3 separate regions of the Mus musculus genome follow, and regions 1 and 3 are each linked to region 2. A link is a contact called in public Hi-C and Micro-C data. All regions are on one chromosome and are shown on one strand. The core of a region is the stretch at or near the end of the contact, and the rest is flanking DNA. Distances in the headings are between cores, read along the strand shown.

Region 1 (2,700 bases), core at 6-2,505, 8.0 Mb after region 2:
CAGCAGGCACGGTGGATGTTGCAGCAGGTGGCAGTAGCTCCACGGAGCAAAGGACGGACTCTGCGCAGACCCAGTTCCTCCTCCTGTAACCCCCTGCATGATGCTCTCGATGGTGAACGAAGCGCACCCGCGTCCGGACCGAGTTCCAGAGCTCTGGTCTCTCTCCCAAGGCTGGGAACCCAGTACGGGCTGCAGCGCGGGAATGGCTAAGGGGGTGGCGGGGTCCGCGCCTTCCGCTTTTCTAGGGTTGTCGCCATAGGCCGGGGCCGCGAGCAGCAGGTAGCGCATGGGATGCGGATGCAGCGGGGCGCACGGGTGACTCCGAGGCGGGGCAGCGGGATGAGCTGCGAGGTTAGGCTGTGGTGGGGCAGAGTAGCGGAGCAGGAGGCTGGGCTGGGAGACGTGCAGGGTGGCGGGCACAGCGGGTGGAGGGAAAGGGCAGTGCGGGTGGCCTCCCGAGGGCGGGTGGTGGCGCTTGAAGCGCTTCCTGCGCCGGAGGAAGCTGCCGTTGTCGAACATGTCCTGGGAGGCGGGGTCCAGGCTCCAATAGTTGCCCTTGCCCGGGTGGCCCGGCTCGCGAGGGATCTTGACGAAGCAGTCGTTGAGCGACAGGTTGTGGCGGATGCTGTTCTGCCAGGCGGGGAACTTACGGCGGTAATAGGGGAAGCGGCCGCTGATGAAGGCGCAGATACCGCTGAGCGTCAGGCGCTTGTGCGGGCTCTGCAGGATGGCCATGGTGATGAGCGCGATGTAGGAGTACGGGGGTTTGGCGGGCTGCGGGCCGTCGGCTGTGGTGGTCGCCGGGGTCCGTGGTGCTCGGAACTTGCGGAGGAACCCGGAGGAGTTACTCAGATCGCCGCAGTCCCCCGCGCTCCTCCCTGCAAGAGTGCGGGCTCCGGGCCTCTGCAGGGATCGCTCCAGGCACTTATGGCTCTCCTCCTCGTCATCCTCTTCTTCCGTCTGATCTCCATCTTCCTCCTCTGCCAGCACGTCGATCTCCACCTCATCCTGGTCGGAACTTAGAGGACTGGGCGGTGGAGTGGAACGAAGGTGCCCAGCTCTTGCTGAGTTCATGGAGGATAGGAGGGAAGAGGGAGAGGAGGGGACGGACGTGGGGGCAGCTCACCTGGTTTGGGATGGGTGAGTTAGCAAGGATGAGTCTGCTGGGAAACTGGAGCGCTCCTAGGTTAGGCTTCCTTGTTCTTTTCTGCTTTTTCTTTCTAACACCCTTTGGCAAGGAGCACTTGGTGTTTTAAGTTTCTCTGAGAAGTGCGCAGCTATATATCCTTCTTTGCCGTTCCTCGGGCTGGAGCCACGTCCTCCTGACGCGGTCCAATGATGGGGGGTCCTTGGTCCCTCCTCTTCACAACCATCCACTACGGAGGATGGTTTAATCAGCCAAAGTGCTCTGACATTGTGCGGGCTCTGTTGATGTTTCTCTAAAGCTGCACAAATAAAAATCAAGAGGGAAAACATGATACACAACGACGATGTGGGACCACGTCGACATTTAGACCTTCCCAGTACTGACTTTGGCGAGTAATGAGATGTATCTCAAACAGAATGGCACACTGACTTAAAGCTATATGCCCCCATTCCAGAGAAATGGCTCCTTCCCTCCTCGTAAACTTCACCAAATAATCCCGTGACTCGATTTCCCTAAAAACTAAAGCATCCTAGCATAAACTGTGGAAGTTCAGTGTGGACTTTAAAAGGAAAAAAAAAAAAAGTATTTTCTTAGTCTCTTTTCCTCCAGCTTCTTTTACTATTTAGCCAGCGGAGCAAAGGTGCAAATTATTTTTTCACGTTCAGACAGGGATGCCTAGAAGAGGCTTCAGAAAGCAACACACTAGCACCACAGAGGCAACTGGTATCTTCATCTTCTTTTCCTTCGTTGTCTTTACCAACTACATTGATTTCACTACACAAATACTGTTTCCCCCAAAGTAATTTTATAAAGAAAGGAATGCCCTCACTATATGAGTGCATCTACCTGCTTGGCTTTGTCCCCTACCCCTCCCCCCAACCCGAACATCCATCCAGAAACACAAGTGCTTTACTGTGGTAATAACAATAAATCGAGGAAGGGCGGGGTTGCAGTGTCCCTGACACTAGATAGTCCAGAGGTCCATGGTAAGGCATCCACACTGCAGAGCAGGACAGGGACCCCAGGACTTGCTTGAAGGCTTTGGAGTACCTAAGCTTTTAGATTGGTTTCATGTGAGTTAGCCCAGCAGCTAAAGTAACAATATGGTAGAGTATGTCTGTTACATAAATAGGGATTGCATAGCAAAATACAAAGTACATATTGGGGGAATTGGGAAGGTGAAATCTAAAAAGATGCACTAGGAAAGGATGAAAGTTGTGCCACCTTCAACGTTTATGTTTGTGATTGTGACCTTTATTGAGAAATCAGAAACTGACTACCAAAAATAGCTCATCGCCTTTGGGATTAAAGTAGTTTAAAGAAGTTAGCATCTTTTGGAGAGCAGCTCCCTTGCCAGCCTTTGAGTTAAGCTGCATTGCTCTGTGGAGGGTTTTACCCTCCAAGGCTCTCTATTGTGTGCAGCTTGAGGTAGGACAAACAACAGATCTGAGCCTCACAGATTTGTGTTTAAATCCAAAATTGACCAATGACTATTTGTGTGATTTTAAACTGCAGGAGGGCCGGCAGGTGTCTCATTCAATCTGCTGGCCCCA
Region 2 (2,700 bases), core at 50-2,549:
TGGTAGCGCAGGCGTGGGCTTGATGGGCACCGGTACAGCTGGCAGGCTCTGGTTTGCCGAGTGGCACAGAGCCTTGACTGGCACCCCGAATGCCCCATACTCCGGGCCTACCGGGACCCCAGCTGCGGCGGCAGCAGCGGCAGCCGCGGCTACCGAATCCATCACGCCAACATGAGGCCACACGGAGCCGACAACATTGCTGAGCTGGCCCGGCACGGGGTAGCCCAAGTGGTGCATGACCGACGCCAAAGGCAACCCTCCAGCCTGCAGCACGCCCTTGTAGTCCCGCCCGATGATGTTCTCTATGGCGAACGGATGTTTGAAGCCTGTGGTGGACGCGGCGGCTGCAGCGGCGGCGGCGGCGGCCGAGCCCAGCCCGTAGGGTGGGAACTGAGACAGACGCCCCACGCTGCCCACCGCTGCGGCCGCCGCCGCTGCTGCGGCCGCCGCCACGGCCGCCGCCTCCTGCATCTTGCCGGGATGGGACGTCTGCGGAGGCTGCGACTGCGGCTGTGGCTGCTGCGCGGGCTGCGACGGGAGGTGTGGAGGCTGCGGAGCCGGAGCCGGCTGCTGGTGGAAATAGGGCACCATGTGCGGCGGCGGCGGCGGGGGCGGCTGCGGCGGGTGGTGATGGTGGTGATGGTGTGCGGCGTGGTGGTGATGGTGGTGGTGGTGGTGTGCGTGGTGGGGATGGTGGGGATGCAGGTGACCTCCTGGCCCCGTGCCGGGCGCGCCCTTGCTGCTTCCTGAGTGTAGGTGAGCGTGGTCTGCGCGTAGCACCTTGAAGCGCTTGCGGCGCCGCAGGAAGCTGCCGTTCTCGAACATGTCACCGCAGTCAGGGTGTAGCGCCCAGAAGCTGCCCTTACCGGGTTGGTCCGGCCTCCGAGGGATCTTGATGAAACAGTCGTTGAAGGAGAGGTTGTGGCGCAGGCTGTTCTGCCAGCGCTGCGTGTGCTCGCGGTAGTAGGGGAAGCGCTCCATGATGAACTTGTAGATGTCGCTCAGAGGCAGCATCTTCTCAGCCGAATGCTGGATGGCCATGGCGGTCAGTGAGATGTAAGAGTAGGGCGGCTTTTGGTCGCTGTAGGAACTCTTCCCTGGCCGTGGCATCTTCCCAGGCTCTTCCACTTCCGTCCGGCCCACAGTGGGCCTTAACGCCTCTCGGAAAGCCGGATACCAGGCTTAAGTGTCCCCACTAATTCTCTCTCCACCTGCGCAGCCTGATCCCCAGCTTTCTTGGTCCCCAGACCCCTTTTGCCTTGGTCCTCCTCCTTCGGGGAGCTGCCCCGGGTCCCCGCAATTGGCTTTTTGAGCCAATACAGTTTTATGGCGCTCACAACTTCTGGTCTTGACTGTCGTGGGCAGGCCCTCACAGTAGCCAGAGAGACTCGCCAGCTTTACCTTGCTTTTCTCCGTCTCGTCCTCCTCTTGGATGACTAGACTTGAGCTCTGGAGCGAAAGGCTGTGGAATGAGTTTCTTTTTGGTCTCTTTTCCCTTTATCGGTACAAAGGCAGCTCAGATCAAACCAACTGGATAATGAAGACTGGCTTTTTAAGCTCGAGTCCACACTAGCTGTCCCGAGGCCACTGGTGACCGATCTTTCGACCCTGGAAGCTGACCTGGTACTGGGTCTGTCCGCGCTGGAGTTCAAATCTTACAAAAAGGGGTAGACAGGGTAAGAAGAGAGAGAGGGAGCGCGCACTTTCCTATCCGCTACTGTACGTACGTACCCTCTTTTTTCAGGAGATCTGCAGGCAAGCTGAAAATGGAAGAGGCACCGAGCTCTAGGTGGTGGTTCCAAGAAAAAAGTTTGGTGCTGTCTACAGCAGCGGCGCCCACCGTCAGGCTCTATGGAGGGGACGGTGTCAGAACTCCCGGAGCTAGCCGCAGGCTGCAGGGGGCGTCTGCGTAGACAGGCTAGGACCCGGCTCGCCCGGTCCGAACAGCCGTCTGAGCTGCAGCTGCAGCCGCTCTGCCCCGCGGGTTTTGAGAAGACGCGCTGCTGTGGCAGCGACGCGCTCTCCTGGCTGCGTTTTGTAATGGTCCCCGAGACGCCGAGACCCCTGCAGCTTGCGCTTCGAGACTATCACATGACCGAGGCTGAGGGACTCCGCCGCCGCCGCCTCCACAGCCTCTTCTTTTGCTGAAGAAGGGGCAAGAAGGCACAATTTCTCGTCTCCGCCCCTTCTCCATTTCCACTGGTCACCCCGACCCTTCGCTTTCACTTCCCGCTTGCCAGCCCAGGCTTCAGCCGTCTGACCACTGAGAAGGGGTCACTGTCTAGTTGTGGGGGTCTGCTGTTCCACAGCAAGGGGGCACGGCACTGCTTTCTCACCCGTCAGGTCTTGCATAGCTCTCTCCCTTTATCATTCAGTCTTTTCACCCACTCTCCCTTAGTTTCCCGGTGGCCTAGCCATTTAGGTCTCCAGTTTGGAGCACCTTTGTCTCCAGCTCCTTTTCTCTTGGAGAAACAGAGACGCCCAGAGGGTTGTAAGTGGAAACCAATAGAAAGAAGAGCTGGGGCCTACAGATCGGCCCATTTTTTGGCAGGTTCAGCGAGGCACGAATTGCTCTTTGCACCCCAGAACCTTGATTTAGGGGGCAGAAAGATAATAGGCAGGGAATTAGGAGGCAAGAAGCTTGGCGGGTGGAGAAACTCCAACACGTCTTCCTGAAAGGGGCGGACAGACGGCGTGAGG
Region 3 (2,700 bases), core at 194-2,693, 8.7 Mb after region 2:
TCCTAGAATTCACAGCAAACTCAAGATTGCCAGCGATGCTCTCTTCCTTGGCTGGCGGTAGGGCTGGGCACTGGAAAGCGACCTCCAGAAAGAGACTATGGTCTCTGTGCAGTTCAGGAGTCAGGTACCGCAGCAGACCCGTTTACGTTAACTTTCACCCACACAGTAAGAAGCGGAGCGCACGTTCCCAGGGGCCGCTAAAAGACCGTCCGGGACTTCCGTTGGCTCCTTCCCACTGAGTTGTTAAAGCGGTCCTGAGCCTACTTTATGCCTTGATTTTTGTTCGGTTGTTTTCTTGGTTGAGTGAAAAAAGGCAGCCTTCTCTACACGTACGTAGTAATACTCGACATTGGACAAACCAATACTGAAAACAAGCAAAGAGTATAAACGAAATTTATGCTGTAAAAAAAAAAGGCTTATGCAGTCTAAGGTTATACAGGAGACTCTTCATCGTCACGCAAAGATTGTTACGAGTAGGGTCTATTCCTTATTCTTAAGTAAAACACAGCGTCTGTGGGGATTTGAACTGGGCAATTCCGGACCTTGGCTGATTCAGTGGCCTTTGCGTGAACAAAATACCAGGTAACTTTGGGGCCACTAATGTGTCTTCTCCCTACACCCTCGGAAAGTTTAAACAGTGCTTAAGAAAAACATCCAAGAGAGCACTTGGCAGTCCAAGGCAGAGAGGTCATTCAAGGCAGAGATTGTTTATTTTAAAGACAAGAGGAGGTTAAGTAGAAAATTGAAGTTACCCTATAAAACGAGTTGTCTTCCTGAAGCCTGACAGATTAAAAAAAAAAATACTCATTTTTCTTCTGTAGCAATGAAAAAGAAACTAGATTGCAAAACCAAGCGAAGAATTCCCGAATCACTACTACCCCTCTTTTGATTCCTCTTGCCAGGTGGAGACTTTCCGGTTCTTGAAACCCGGTTCTCCCGGGGCCGACCTGCGGAGTACCCTCAATTCCCTCGCAAGCTCCGAATGGCTGAGGCCAAGGGTGGGAAGGAAAGCGGTCTAGGGCTCAGTGCTTCGAGGCCAGTGCTGGAGCGACGTGAGAGGGTAGGGGAGAGGCCTGCCGGCTGGCTTACAAACACCCACCCCCCTCCCCATCGTCCCCCGCCCCACACCCGGTCCGCCCAGCGCTCCCGCGGTACCGCAGCGGCGCAGTCCCTCCCGGCTCAGGAAGGGGTAACAGAGCGCTTGGCAGAGGGGGCTGTGAGCGCCCCCGCCTGAGAGGCCAGGCTGCAGGTGGCGGGGAAGGTGAGGTGCAGGAACCCGAGGGGTGCCTGCCAGGGAGGAGGAAAGCGCGTGGGGAGCGCAAGGAGGCTGGGACCCCGATTGGGGGGGGGGTGGCGGCGGGAGGGAGGAGGGACTGGGGGGGGAGGGTGGCGGAGGAGGTGCTGGGTCCAGTCTGCGAGGAAGGGACCAGGGAAGGAAGTGGCTCAGACCGTAATCAGAGCTCTCCCCGGCTCCTTGCAGCTGCTGGAGAGCCTCAGCGTGGGAGGACCTGCGGGTGGAGCCTGCGCCCCGAGAGCGGCGGGCAGAGAGGCGGCACGCGTGGGTACCGGCGGGCTGCGAGCGCCATCGGAGCCGGGGAGACTGCTGCCGTAGCTCCGGCCGCCGCGGACCTTCCGGGGCCTCCCGAGAGCGGGCCTCCGAGCTCTGTGCTCCAGCTCCCGCCGCCGGCCGGGGGGAGCCCTGGGCATGAACGGCTACGGCTCCCCCTACCTGTACATGGGCGGCCCGGTGTCGCAGCCGCCGCGGGCGCCCTTGCAGCGCACGCCCAAGTGCGCGCGCTGCCGGAACCACGGGGTGCTGTCCTGGCTCAAGGGCCACAAGCGCTACTGTCGCTTCAAGGACTGCACCTGCGAGAAGTGCATCCTGATCATCGAGCGGCAGCGGGTGATGGCGGCGCAGGTGGCGCTGCGCAGGCAGCAGGCCAACGAGAGCCTGGAGAGCCTCATCCCGGACTCGCTGCGGGCTCTGCCAGGGCCCCCGCCGCCGGGGGACGCTGCGGCCACCGCCGCTACCGCCTCGCAGTCGTCGCCAGCCTCCCAAGCGTCCCAGCCGCCCGCGCCGCCTCGTCCCACCGCGGAGTTGGCCGCGGCCGCCGCGCTGCGCTGGGTCGCGGAGCCCCAGCCCGGGACGCTGCCAGCGCAGCTTGCTAAACCAGGTGAGAGCGTCTGCGGCGCTGGGGTCGCGCTCCGAATGAGGGAGCTTCGAGGGCTCTTCGGGATCGTGGGGGAAGGCCGAAGACAAGTTTGTGGGAAGTGGACCTGGTTGGACCTGCCCCACCCCCACCAGGCACCGGTTCTTACTCTCCCGGAAAGGGGGTCTCGAGAGTCTGAAGCCGATGGAACCCAGGAGCCCGCCAGAGGGGCCAACCAGATCGCCTGGCTGTGTCCCTATCGTCAGAGGCTTTCCCCGGGTTGAAAGGGAACATAGCAGGTCAATTTTAAAAATAAAATGATGTCTTGGGGAAGACCGACTTTAAACACACCACAATGAGGAGGGTTATCCGGGCTGCGGGTTTTAGACGGGTGGGGGCTCTCACTTGGAGCGAGGGGGTAAGTAGGTGCTGGCTAGCAGTCAGGGCCCAGTGCTTTGCTGTTTCTAGGTGATTCTTGGCTTGGTCCGGAACAGGCGTTTTGTCTCTTACTTAAAGGAACTAGGAGTCGTTTTGTTTTTTTTAGCCAGGC

Evidence for each region. Hi-C and Micro-C count contacts between places; a contact is called where the count stands out from the background.
Region 1: a Micro-C map of embryonic stem cells shows a contact between it and region 2, with 21 times the contacts expected there. A contact is called at or near these places in 1 of 39 promoter capture datasets (embryonic stem cells) and 5 of 484 Hi-C or Micro-C datasets (all in embryonic stem cells).
Region 3: a Hi-C map of embryonic stem cells shows a contact between it and region 2, with 10 times the contacts expected there. A contact is called at or near these places in 5 of 484 Hi-C or Micro-C datasets (all in embryonic stem cells), 2 of 130 datasets of targeted methods (both in embryonic stem cells) and 1 of 9 other capture datasets (embryonic tail).

What each region holds. Positions count from the first base shown.
Region 1 is chr19:24,899,761-24,902,460 of GRCm38.p6, forward strand. It overlaps Foxd4 (forkhead box D4), which reads right to left and starts at 1,256. Exons shown (of 1, transcript NM_008022.3): 1 at 1-1,256. The coding sequence starts at 1,074.
Region 2 is chr19:16,872,531-16,875,230 of GRCm38.p6, forward strand. Foxb2 (forkhead box B2) reads right to left here and starts at 1,300. Exons shown (of 1, transcript NM_008023.2): 1 at 1-1,300. The coding sequence starts at 1,110.
Region 3 is chr19:25,609,094-25,611,793 of GRCm38.p6, forward strand. Dmrt3 (doublesex and mab-3 related transcription factor 3) reads left to right here and starts at 1,444. Exons shown (of 2, transcript NM_177360.3): 1 at 1,444-2,174. The coding sequence starts at 1,706.